2 separate regions of the Arachis hypogaea genome follow, and region 2 is linked to region 1. Evidence: chromatin contacts called from public Hi-C data. All regions are on one chromosome and are shown on one strand. The core of a region is the stretch at or near the end of the contact, and the rest is flanking DNA. Distances in the headings are between cores, read along the strand shown. Region 1 holds the start of LOC140180723. Region 2 holds the start of LOC112767131 (probable pectinesterase/pectinesterase inhibitor 61).

What was found. Hi-C and Micro-C count contacts between places; a contact is called where the count stands out from the background.
Region 2: a contact with region 1 is called in a Hi-C map of an unstated tissue, with 3 times the contacts expected there. The contact joins the promoter of LOC112767131 here to the promoter of LOC140180723 in region 1. A contact is called at or near these places in 2 of 8 Hi-C or Micro-C datasets (leaf and an unstated tissue).

What each region holds. Positions count from the first base shown.
Region 1 is chr17:121,210,452-121,217,328 of arahy.Tifrunner.gnm2.J5K5, forward strand. It overlaps LOC140180723, which reads right to left and starts at 2,999. Exons shown (of 2, transcript XM_072222006.1): 1 at 2,806-2,999; 2 at 2,124-2,715. The coding sequence starts at 2,999. The coding sequence ends at 2,124. LOC112764942 reads left to right here. Exons shown (of 13, transcript XM_025810785.3): 13 at 4,187-4,424.
Region 2 is chr17:121,422,468-121,429,453 of arahy.Tifrunner.gnm2.J5K5, forward strand. LOC112767131 (probable pectinesterase/pectinesterase inhibitor 61) reads right to left here and starts at 2,462. Exons shown (of 3, transcript XM_025813010.3): 1 at 932-2,462. The coding sequence starts at 1,926. LOC140180724 reads left to right here and starts at 4,037. Exons shown (of 1, transcript XM_072222007.1): 1 at 4,037-4,714. The coding sequence starts at 4,037. The coding sequence ends at 4,714.

The DNA.
Region 1 (6,877 bases), core at 1,749-4,248:
AGAGAGCTTTCCAGATAAATAGCTTAATTTTGTGAGGTAAGTTCAACTTCCATAGATCAATCCACAGCTTTTTCTGCTGCATATAATTAGGGCAAAGCTCCAGAGGCAGATGGTAAAATAAATAGCCAATTCGGTAATCTGAAGTTGTATCATATTACTTGGATTTGTTCAAATCCCATTGCAATTTGTTCCTACTCTGCTGAATTTTAACTGAAAAAATCCTGTTTGCAACGTCTTGGGGAAATAACTCTTGAATGAGATTCTGATTCCAATTCCTATCTTCAGTAATTAGATCTTTAACTCTTGGAACCAACTTAGAAATAGCCTGTCTGTTTGGCATGTTAGAAATCATTAAAGGGTACGGAGGAGGCAGCCAAAGATCTTCAAATGTTCGGATATTCTCTCTAGTACCCACAGCCCAATTAAGACCTTTTTTAACAATCTTTCGGCCTTCCAATATGCTCTTCCATCCCCAAGAAGGTAAGACTCCGATTTCTACTGTTATAGCATTACCATTGCTAAAGTATTTACCTCTTAGGATTTTGGATAATAGGGAAGAAGGTTGTGTTACGAGTCGCTAAAACTGTTTAATTACCTAAAAGCGCTAGATTTTGGATTCTGAGATCTTTAAATCCAAGGCCTCCTTCTCTTCGTGGGCGAGTCATAGTGTCCCAGCTAATCCAAGTCATCCGTCTTTCAGAACCTTTTTGTCCCCACTAGAACTGAGAAAGTATAGAGTGAATTTCCGAAATTAAACCATCAGGCAACTTGAAGCAAGACAGTGTATAAATAGGAATAGTTTCTCCCACTGCCTTAATCCATACCTGTCTACCACCTGACGATAGAAGATTGCGCTTCCACCCTTGGATTATTTTCCGAACCTTCTCTTTGATCATACTAAAAGAAGCCTTTTTCGATTTAGAGATTGTAGAAGGCAAACCAATGTATCTATCCTGAGCCCCAATATGATAAATATTCATAGAGTTAGCCAGTAGTGTACGAGTAGTGGAGGGAGTGTTGTGGCTTAAGAATACAGCAAATTTATTAAGATTTACCCTCTGGCCACTGATGCTTTCATAAGAATTCAATAAATGCAGGATGTTTGAACATGCTTCAGGATTAGCCTTACAGAATAAGATGGAATCATCAGCAAAGAGGAGGTGGTTGACCTTGAGACATCGTCTATGTATCTGAAAATCTTGAATTAGTCTATTTTGTTCTGTCTTGTGTAGCAAGAAGGAGAGACCTTCTACACAGAAAAGAAAAAGATAGGGAGATAGAGGATCTCCTTGTCAAATACCTCTATTTGGTTTGAAGAAACCATAGGGTTGTCCTTCCACAATGACAGAATAAGAAACAGTTGTCACTAATTCTCGAATCCACATGATCCACCGGGAGTCAAAACCAGACTTCTCCAATATAAACCAAAGAAAGTGCCATTCCACCCTATCATATGCCTTACTCATATATAATTTTAGCGCCATTTCATTTTTGAGTCCCCTTTTTTTGTTCTTCAAGTAATGCATACACTCGTGAGCAATTAGGATATTATTAGAGATTAATCTGCCTTTAATAAAAGCACTCTGCGTATGGCTAATTAGTCTATTCATCATACCCTGAAGTCTATGTACAAGTACTTTAGAGATAATCTTGTAAAAGACTGAGGATAGGCTTATTGGTATTACCTGAGTCATATCTTTAGTATTAGAAATCTTGGGAATAAAACAGATCTGAGTGTGGTTAAAACCCTTCAAAATTCTGCCCCTTAAAAAGAAACTCTTAACTGCTCAAAACACATTACCACTAAGTATGTTCCAGAAGCTTTGAAAAAATTTTGCTGTCATACCATCATCTCCTGGAGCACTTTGAGGATGAATGCTAAATGTTGCACGTTTCACTTCCTCCATAGTCATTGGTCTTTGAAGACTACGGTTCATATGAGCTGTAACCTTAGGTTCAAAATCAGTAAATAGAGATTCGGGGTTCTCATGACAAGTGGAGGAGAAGATGTCCTTGAAATACGATTCAGCCACAGAAGCAATACCAGCATTTGAGGTAGCCACTTCACCATCACTGCCAGATAGTTGCCAAATTTTATTCCTTCGGGTTCGATTTCTAAATTTCTATTGGAAGAAAGCTGTATTTTGATCACCAGATTTGAGCCATTTGACTCTAGACTTATCTTTCCAATAAGATTCCTCATTTTGCAACGCTTTTTCAAGTTTGTCCTCTATTTCGGAAATGATGTCACCTCCATGAATTCCTGCTAAATGAAGTTCCTCTAATTCAGACTGTAGTAAATCAATCTCCACCTTCAAATTAGATTTGTGTTCTTGTTGCCATCTGACAATCTTATGCCGACAACGCTTTATTTTTTGAGCTAGGATATACATGGCTGAACCATCAATCTGTTCGTGCCAAACCTCTCTAACAATCTGCCTTATTTCATCATTGGAACACCATCTTTCTTGAAATTTGAATTGCCGTTTAGATCTCTCAGTTCTCGGATTAGAGTCTAAGAGAAGAGGGGAGTGATTCGACCCTGATTCTGATAGTCTAAGAACCGTTGCATTGGGATAGAGTTGCTGCCAATCAACTCCTACAAGGAATCGGTCCAGTCTTTCTTGTATCCACTCATCACTACTCCGTCTATTCGACCAAGTAAATGGTCTTCCGACCATACCAATATCAATTTGGGAATTATCATCAATAAAACTGTTAAAGGTTTCAATAGAAGAAGAAGATTTAACACCCCCACCTGCTTTCTCCACTTGATTAGAAATGGCATTAAAATCACCCATTAACACAACCTTACCATTGAACTGTTGGACGACTGAAGTTAATTCAGCAAATTGAGCTATTCTATGTTGATCATTTGAACTGAGATAAACACCTAGAATACGATAGGGATCATTAGAACCAGCTGTCAGAACTGATGCCGCAATGAAAAATCTACCATGCTGTAAAATCTGAACAGTGCAACTATCCCTCCATGCCATTGCCAACCCCCTAATAATCCATCTGGATCCGCAATAAACCATTCCTTAAAACCACAAGATCTTAGTTTTCCTTCAACTTGTTGAGATTGGTTTTTTGTTTCACAGATAAAACCAACCTCGAGGGAGTAGGATTTGTAAATCCCTTTAAGATTGTGGATTGTCAAGGGTCTCCCCAAACCCCGACAATTCCATGAGAGCAGCTTCATATTTCTTTGGGTGCCACTTGAAGGCTAGCACCCTCCACCGTCATAGCGTTAGAGGCGAAATCCTTGAGATAGATTCTCTTGAACAACCAAGGCGAACCCCTCTCAATTCGAGTCACATCAGAGTCATTCTCAAAGAAAACTTGAAACCGGTTCTTGGATTTTTTGACTACTCTGAATCCTTCTGGTTTATTCCATATTACCTAGAGAGCTCCTTCCATGATACCTACGGAAAAGATCTGAGAAAATCCTTCCAGACAGGCTCTGTGTATAGGCTTGAATTCCTTCAGAAACATCTTCATAAGCTAAAACGATCAAATCATCCTCCTGATCACTATCAATTATATGGGGGTTTTGAGTCTTTGATTTGTTGCACATGGTGTAGAGAAAATCAGGAATGGTATTTGATGATTCCAGAGTGAAATAAGATATATGGAATGAGTGAATTAGAAAACGGAGTGAATTAAAAGAGAAATCTAGCATAGGAATGAATTGGGAGAGAAAACGAAAATTAAGGAACAAGTGGGGGTGAATTAAAAACAGGAAAAAAATTAAGAGAAGAAAGTAGAAGAAGATGGAAAAGACTTTAACGAAGAAAAGAAAAAAAAATGTGTAACCATGGAGGCTGCGCAGTAAAATCCTAGCAGAGCGTGGACGATTCCATAGGGTGCTAGATAAGGAGTACGTACTCCCGCTTCAAGACTTTTTAGTGAAATCAGAGACTTAGTTATAACTTCACTCTTAATACACATAATTAAATATTAAATATCTAAAATTTAGTGAATAATAAATTCATTATATTACCTTATTTTTGTAAGAATATGAATATCAAGTTATAAACACCTTAGAACTGAATAAATATAACAACTTTTTAAACCTAATTCAAAGCATATCTTTTCACGAAAAATAAATAAATACAAATACTTTTTTTCACAAATCGAACATGGTAACTTTTATTTACCAATTTATTTATGTGGTTCACAGGCAACAGCGCAACACTCTCGTGAGATGGCTCATGTCTCAGTCTCACATACTCATTAGCAGAGTTTTTCTAGCATTTTTTTAATAGTTAAAAATTGCAAAAGTCATCGAGTAATTGTAATCTGTTGAAGATTTTATAAGTGCTTTGATATGATTTTGCATGTAATGTTAACTATTAAAAAATCCAAATCATAGCTATATGTACGTTGAAATCATATGCATTACTTTTCTTGTTTTGTGCTCCTTTTTTTAGTTATGCATGAATTATGAAACACATAAGTTTTGACATTTTGGGCTTAAATAATTATTTTTTAGTTGTTACTTAATCTATGAGATTATTTGAACTATTGAAGCTATGATCAAGCATTTAAATTAGCCAACAATTATCCCTTACGGTTAATATATAATACTCTATTAGGATTTTTCTTAATAGAGTCCAAAACACAGTTGATCTCACATTGACCATAAAAAATACATCAATTTAGTGGTGCTTTCTATAGGGAGTCATGGCTGAACAGGGAGGTAAAAAGAATGTTGGAAGGGATGAGTTTGAGGGAGAAGAAGATGAAGAAGTTATTTTCTTTGATGAAAAGGAGGTAGAAAAAAGTCTTTAGAATTGTACTAAAAGTTTGATTGACAGAATTTTGGCTGATAGATCGTTTAGCCTAGGTACGATGGACGGAGCATTGAAAACCATCTGATCTCAACTAGTTGGGTTTAAAGTATTAGAGTTTGGAGGAAATTTGTTCCAATTTTTTTTGTAAAGGAGACTGATATATTAAGGGTAGAAAACGAGCACTATGACTGTTTAATAATTATGTCATTAATCTTAAACGCTAGTTGGAGGACTTTAATGAAGCAAATGACACTCTGTTTCTGGTCCCGATATGGGTATAATTATGGGCAGTGACGGATCCAGAAATTTTAATATGGAGGGGCCGAATTTTAAATGATTTTTTTCATTCCATAAAAATAATTAACATATAGTTATTAGAGTTAGTTTTTTAAAAGATTTATCAAAATATATATGTTCTTGTATGGATACCTGAAGGAAAAGCTCGGTCTCTGGGAGTCGATGCTGAGTTGTTTATCTTCGGCGCCGACCTTTGAGCTTGGTAATCCGAGCTTTGCTCCAAGGAGATGTCCAATTTCTCAGAGTGTGAGCAAGGAACAAGGGGGGAGTGTACCTGCAAAGGCACTCCAAAATTTAAGTTAGTATTGAGAATTCAATGTGTCCTCTTTAAGAGAAGATGTTGTACCTTTATATGCCGAGTAAAATAAGTCAGTTATGCTTTTGTTTTATTGTCTGAATTGAAGAATAATAATAAGGCTTAATGGGTGATGATGTCTGGTCTGACGTTACGATTCTAGTATGTAGGCCGTTGAACTTGGCTTGTAACGTGTAACGCCGATCTGTGTTTTATTTGGCCGAGTTATGAGTTATTATGCCGAGTTATGACCTGATATTTGTAACGGTCGGATCATAGCCCCCAAGCTTAGCCTGAGAATGTGTTTAATGAAGCAGGTTGAGCTTATTAATGGAACGTAGATCGGTTATTTAGTGACCGAGTAACTCGGTCAATTGGGTGAGGCCCTGTAACCCCCAGTTCAAAATGCTTTATTAAACATTTAATGATGGTAAATTGTGGTTTTTTAGTGACAGAGACATAGCATTAAATACACGTGCGTGGTTCCAATGTAGTTTACATTTTTTGATGTAACTGATTTGACTGAAGGCAGTGGAATCAAAATATGTGGGTAAAGTGTGTTTAATTAAAACACTCTTGGAATCCTGAAGGGTTTCACTTGGGCTCTCTTTTATTTTTTGTTTATCAGAGGCATTTGGAAGCAAAAAATGAGTAAACGAGGTATGTACTAACTTCTCTGTTCTTTTTCCTGTGTTTGTTTGTTTTTCTTCTTCTTCTCCTCTATCATTTGTTGGTTTCGGATGGGTTTCGAAAGGGAGAAAAAAAGAGAAGATTGATTGGTCCTATGACTGGGTTAATGAGGACGTGAAGAATCGTGTATCTTTGTTTTTGGATGAAGATGCTATTAAGCATATTGATAGTAGTAAGATTGTTAGGGTGGGTGCTGGGGTTCGGTTGGAGTTACTTCCCTATTCTTCAGGTGACAGGATTTTTCACAGAGGGGAGGGTTTTGAGTTTTTCTATATGTATAGTAATGTTTTGGAGGAGTTGAGGGTTAGACTTCCATTTACTGATTTCGAGTGTCAAGTGTTGAAGCAGCTGAACTGCGCACCTTCCCAACTGCATCCTAATGGATGGGCGTTCCTTCGGGCTTTTGAGGTTCTTATGGATTTTTTGGAAGAGGAACCAACTGTGGAATTGTTCTTTTCATTATTTCAAGCTAAAGGGGTTTGGAAGGGGGGTTGGGTAAATTTGAACAGTTCGCCGGGTTTTGGTGTTTTCAAATTGTACAAATCCTCTTTCAAAAATTTCAAGGAAATGTATCTAAAGGTGAGAAATTCTAAGGGGGAGTTCCTTTTTTATATGGACGAGCATTTTGGGGAGAGGTTTTCGGTCTGGTGGTGTTCGGAGCTGCAGAGTATTCTGGGCCCAGAGATTATAAATGCAAGGAATGAGTGCATCATAGAATACCTAACTGAGGCTGTTGATAGGAAAAAGCTTATTTCGGTGTTTGATTTGCTTCAGTGGGAGGATAATAGGGAAGCCG
Region 2 (6,986 bases), core at 1,212-3,711, 210 kb after region 1:
TTTGATAATATTAGAAAAACAAAAAAAAAATTAACAAAAATTTATCTTATTTAAGTTTTATTAATTATTAATAATTAATAAAAATTAAATAAGATAAATTTTAACTTATTTTAGCTAAATTTATTTGGTTAATAAATATTTTCGTTAAATTTTATATTATGGTTTCATCAGAAGAACAATGTTGCGTCACCTTGCTTTATTCTTTATATATCGGTTGAAGCATTGACATCATTTAGATTCGGAGTTGTTAACATCCAAAGCTAAATAAATCAGTTTTAGTGGATTTTTATTTATTCTTTAACATGCCAAAAATCTATTAATGAGGGATAGATGCTTCCAGGGATTAATTAAAATATTTAATACTAATCCAGTACTCCTGCCTTTAAAAAAAATCACAATCATACACAATATTTGAGTCACATGATTACAGTTGCGAGTAAGTGCATGCATGATCATTAGTCCTCGATAAGTCAATGAAGCCATCACTGCCGTGACCGTGATCCTCCAAAGTCTTTTTCAACAATCACAATCTTACTATAAAGTAATAACCGATGATCACCGTCACTCAAATTTATATGCTACTCTACTCAGTTAATATTAAACTTACTATTATAAACTGAACCAAAACCATTAACAAATAAGCGGTTATTGGAATTAAGAAAGAGAAGCATCAGTAAAAAAGTATATATGATGAGAATCTTTAATAATAATAATAAATAATTATGGTTATTATTAATTACAATTTGAAATGGAAAAAATATAAATAAACAATTTTTAATTAGTCAATTTTTAATCAGTCTAATTTTAAACTATTGTAATTTAAAATATTTTTTAAAATTTATTTATCTCACCTAATTGTATAGTACAGAAAAATAAATATAAAAATAAACCAACCAAAACAAGCAATTAAAAAGATCAGTGAATAATTTACCTTCCTGCCTTTATGTAAATAACAAATCGCCGGCTACCGTACTCCGGCACCTTCTTAATGGCTTCGGCGATGGTCTTGACGGAGCCGTTACCGTCCTTTGAGACGATGACATCCGCCTGTACGGCCGAAACCGGTAAACTCAACAACCTCCTATCTCTTTTACTCAGCCACTTAGGGAAATCCTCCTTCTCCGCCACCTCTTCCTTTCGCATTGCCATCAACCTTCTCCGGTTCTGTATAGGGACACCGGAGAAGTCGTCGCCGGCACCGGAAGCCGAGAATATCGCCAAACAATTACTCACCAGCTCCGACAAGTCCTTCAGGTTGTTCACCATCTGGCTCTTCACGGCGCCGGAGGCGCCTTCCATCCCCTCGGCGCACGTCTCCTGGTTTGTAAGCGCGGCGCTCAGCCACGTGAGCACGTCGTCCGAGGACGATCCAAGCGGTCGTACAGTGCCGCCGGGAGATGCGCCGGAGGGAGAGACTGTAGTGAGAGATCTTGATATGGCGTCCACGGACTCGTCGAGAAGCTCAAGGCAGTCGTCGTATGCGGCACGGGAGCGTGGATCCATGGAGGCGTACACACCGGAGGAGGAAATCGCAGCGGAGATGTAGAGCGCTTTAGTAAAGTGTTGCAGCGTCATGTTGAAGGAAATGTGGACTAAGTCCCGCTCCGTCGCCGCCGTGGATCCCGGAAAATCGAGAAGCGAGTTAACGCAAAGGTCCGGGAACCTTGTCCTGCTGCAGGTGCGTGAGATGGCCTGCGTCGGTTTGCCAGCGAGCGTAGGTTCCTTTAATCGTCCGTCGTCGGTGGAAGCGCGAGATCGGACGACGGTAACAAGTACGGCGGAGATGGCAGAAGCGACAATGAGAACAATAGCAAGAAGCGAGAAGAGTATAATTTTGGTGTTGGCAGTTGTAGAGGATCTCGGCCTATTAACCGGAGTTTCATCGGCACGAGATAAGTCAGTAGGACCAAGCCTTCCGTACTCCATTGTATAGAAAGTGTTTGTGATAATGCCAGAGAGAAAGAGAAAGTGAAAGTTATTTGTGATGGTGATGATGAGAAATAAGCAAAACGGTGCGGTTTATATAAATGACGGTGGTTAAGTGGGTTTGAGTGAGTGAGAGGAAGCTAAGTGTGTTTGGTTGGTGCGAAGTCGATGTCGCGGGAATTAGCTGGCTGCTACTTGAAGCACTGCTGCCCACTGGATATGAGTGGAAATCAAACAAGGGGGGTTTTCTACTTTCAAGCTTCTATTCCTTTCCCACACTTCTAATAAGTGTTCTCTGTCTTCTTCTGATCTGTTTCCCCCTCTCTTATTATTGTTATTGTCTTAATTAATCCGTTCTCAATCTTGATTAATATATTAGTAGCTTCATTTTGCAAGAAAAACGACGGACATACATACATATGCATCTGCACATGATTGGAGCAAGACTCAAATTCGTAATTTAAGTACGAAAAGATTATATTTTTTGAGTCATAATTTGTTGTGAAGATATTCATCTTAAGTTAAGTTAATTAATAATTATTATTTTTGAAAATTGTTACATATATACTATTTTATATATCTCTCTTGTATATTTTTATTTTTAATAAAAAAGTTATTAAAAATGAAACAAATATAAAAAAATATAAAATTATATATATAAATAATAGTGTAAATATTATTTTTCTTTATTCCACTAACTACTTCTCCAAGTGAATTCTATTATTTAAAGTTATCCACAAAATTGATTATACCGTCCAATTATATATGTGATTATTATAATTTTCTTAAAGCTGTACTTATCATGCATCCTCATTAATAAGAAGTACGTGCATATATAAAGAAAATACGTGTTCTTTCACCCCGTTATAACACAATAAGGTGCGTGTGGTTGTGCCTCATCACATGCAATGCTGCACCTGCTTTCAATTTTGAAGTTTAAATTTAGTTACAAAATACTCTCACGCTCTGATTAAAGTATTAAACTGTCTAAACCAGATTCGCTTTCTTCGGTTCATTCCACTTTCAATAACTGTTTTCTCAATAAAAATAAAAATGTTAAAATGCCCGTGCTATATAGATAATTTGTTGTCACTTTTGATGTGTCTTTGCTTATACATTTAATTTTGGCATAATTTTGAGTAAGTAGCCTTGTTGAGAAAAATATAAAATAAAATAAATTAGAACCATGGCAACATAATAAATACTCTAACCAGTAACCCGACAATATTTAAGTCAACCGCTTGCGAAGGAAAGCAACCAACAAAACAACAACTGCAGTCTATTGATTTTAAGGTTTGCAACATAGTATAATTTAGTATTAAATTATCAATCATTGTATTTCCCAATTTTCAGTAATTTTTTTTCAGAGTTCGACATATATAACAATCTACTATTAGAAGAAAAAATTTATATAGAATCAGAAGAAAAAAAAATTATTTACATATAGAAATATTTTTTATTCAAATTAAAAACAAGTTTAAATATGACAATTATATAAGTAATATATTGTATAAAATTATAGTTATATATGATTATATATATGTAACGTGATATAATTGGTTGCTGCTGTTAGTATTAGTAGACTTAGAATTAGTTAGTTACTGCTGTTAGCATTAGTCAGTTAGAATTGCCAGCTAGCAAAGTTAGTTAGGCAGATTAAGTTAATTAGCTCTTATGTAACTATATAAAGATAAGCATGTGATGCAGAAACTGATGATGAATAAACACAACTTTCATCTTCTCCAATTTTCTCTTTCTCCAAATTTCAATTCACTAACAGCTTCTTCTTCACTGGACCTCCCTCCTCTGTTTATCTCTCTCTCTCTCTCACTCCTTTCTCCAAGTTCTTCACCCTTCACCTTTGGACTCACCTGACAGAGATTGATGAGAGTTCGAATCTCTCCAAGTACGAAATTTCACATGGTGCGGTGAGCGTGGAAAAGAGATTGCAACTCCGATCAACGAGACCAAGGGTGAAAGATCTGAATCTGAAATCAAACCGGATTCATCGATTACCTTCCTTTTTCTTGCTTTTCGCTTGGAAGCTGTTAAAACCTAATTCTTTTCAATTTCTCAATTTCTTGAATCTACATCAATTGCTCAATCGACGATGACAACTGATCAATCGACGATGACAACTGCTGCGAATCCAGCCTTTCCTATGGACGCACAATCAATTGCAAATTTTCTGAATCAGATCTCTGCGATTCAAGCTCATGTGGCAAGAACTACTGTGATTCCGATGCAAGATCCAGCGAGCCCCTATTTCATCCATCCGAGTGAAAGTCCGGGTAATCCTCTCATACCTGTTAAATTGAATGCAAGCAATTATAGTTCATGGAGCCGAGGCATGCTTTTAGCTCTGAAATCAAAGAACAAGTTAAAATTCATCGATGGATCCATTGTGAAACCGGATGAACTCGATCCACTGTTTGAAGCCTGGGAAAAGTGCAACACCTATCTGGTGTCATGGATAACTGTATCCCTCAGTCCAGAAATCTCAGGAAGTGTAATTTGGAACAACAACGCCTCAGACTTGTGGAAAGAACTGAAACGGAGGTACTATCAAGGTGACAAGTTCAGAGTTGCTGAGTTGCAAGAAGAGCTCTTCCAACTCAGGCAAGGAGATGCCACTATAACTGCTTACTACACGAAGCTACAATCAATTTGGGAAGACTTGAACAATTTCAGGCCAATTCCAGAGTGCACTCATTGTGAACAATCGTGCACATGTGGACTGAGTGTGATGCGAGAATTCAGAAGAGAGGATTACACAACAAGATTTTAAGAGGTCTCAATGACCAGTATACTGCTGTCAGATCGCAACTGATGTTGATGACTCCCATGCCTGATATAGACACTGCCTTCTCCATGTTGACACAACAGGAAAGACAATTCAATGATTGTCAAGATTCAAAGATCTTCTTTAACAAAGCAATACCTCCTTATCAACCAACTGATGACAGAAATAGAGGGAGAGGCAGAGGCAGAGAAAGACACCAAGGCAATGGTAGAGGCAGAGGTACCAGAATGCAATGCACATTCTGTGACAAATCAGGACACACCATTGATACATGCTACAAAAAGCATGGCTTGCCACCACATCTAAGGCAACGACAAACTGACAGCATCAATTTCACCACTGCTGAACCACATGCTGAGAAGAGAAATGATAATCTCAGCCAAGTCAGTCTGGGCAATTGCCATAAGGAAGCTAGTAAGGAGCCGAGTTATGATCTCAATTCACTCCAAAAGGAAGCAATTATCAAGCTTCTCAAAGGACAAGAGGCTCAACAGCAACCTCAAGTCACAACCCAGGTTCAGCACCCTCCAAATGCTACTTCCATGAATCAAGGTAAAATTGTTGTTTTAAAATATAGTAGCAATATTTCATCCTTTGTTACTGCAAAATCCCCCCTCTGGGTCATAGACACAGGGGCCACTGATCATGTCACTTTTGACATGAATGACTATTATTCACACTGCCAAATAAAGCCTATAATTGTTAGAATGCCTGATGGCAGCCACACAACAAGTAGCATCATTGGCACCATTAGATTTTCTAATCAATTATTTCTTTCAAATGTGCTATTCATCCCAACTTTTGAATTCAAATTGATTTCTGTTTCAAAACTGACTGATGGATTGAAGTGTCAAATGTTAATTGATGATAAAATCTGTGAGATTCAGGACCAAGCTACTTCGAAGAGGATTGGAGTAGCTAAATGTGCTGACGGTCTCTATACAATGGATAGCCAACCTTTGAATTCTGTTTCTGCAACACACAATAATCATAGCATGCATAATTCAGCAAAGCTGCCGCTCACTTTCATAGCATCACTTTTCACCAATAATGGCACTGCAACTTGCACAGCATCATCAGTTCAAATAAATGCTCTATGGCATTCTAGATTAGGTCATATCCCTCAAAATAGATTGCATGTGATGCAGAAAACTCATCCCTTCATTGATTGTAATGAGCAAATAAACCCATGTAACTCATGTCATTTAGCAAAGCAAAAACGCTTACCTTTCTCTTATAGCAATTATGAATCTGATGCTTGTTTTGATTTGCTGCATCTTGATATTTGGGGACCAATTTCAGTCCCCTCCATTAATGCTCACAAATATTTTTTGACCATAGTTGATGATAAAAGCAGATACACCTGGATTTTTTGTATGAAAGCAAAGTCAAAAACTTCAGACTTGGTTAAAAAATTTATAAAATTTGTTCAAACTCAATTCAATCGCATTGTCAAGTGTCTAAGAACGGACAATGGTCCTGAGTTCACTATGCACTCATTTTATGCATCACAAGGCATTGTACACCACACTTCATGCGTTGAAACTCCACAGCAAAATGGGATAGTGGAAAGAAAATACCAACATGTTTTGGGGGTGGCTAGAGCATTGCTATTCCACTCATCTATGCCTAAATATTTTTGGAATTTTGCTATAAAGCATGTTGTGCATATCATCGATATATTGCCAAGCCAATTTCTCAACGACAAATCACCTTTTGAACTTCTTTTCAACCAAACACCTAATCTGTCCAATTTAAAGGTTTTTGGGTGTCTCGCCTATGCATCAAATCTTTTAAATGGAAGAACTAAATTGGACCCGAGAGCACAAAAATGTGCTTTTCTCGGTTTTAAAGAAGGAACGAAAGGATTCACACTCATTGATGTGAAAACCAAGAGAATTTTCACATCTAGAGATGTCATTTTCTATGAAAATCACTTTCCATATTGTTCCCATGATGATTCTAATTTGCATAATTACAATAAAATTTCACAGCAAAATTACAACGTTGATCCATTCACTTATGATTCTCACTACACTGACTCATTTGCTCCTAGTTCGCATCAACCACACATGACTCAAACTCATGTTCCACCTACACATCATCAAAACCATCAAAATCTTCAACCACCATCAAATTTGCATTCTGAATTTGTTGATCACACCCTAAATGAACCTGCACGTTCAGCACACACTGTTGAACAAACAGAGAATCTCACATCACATGCATCACATGCATCACATCAAAATCCATAGCC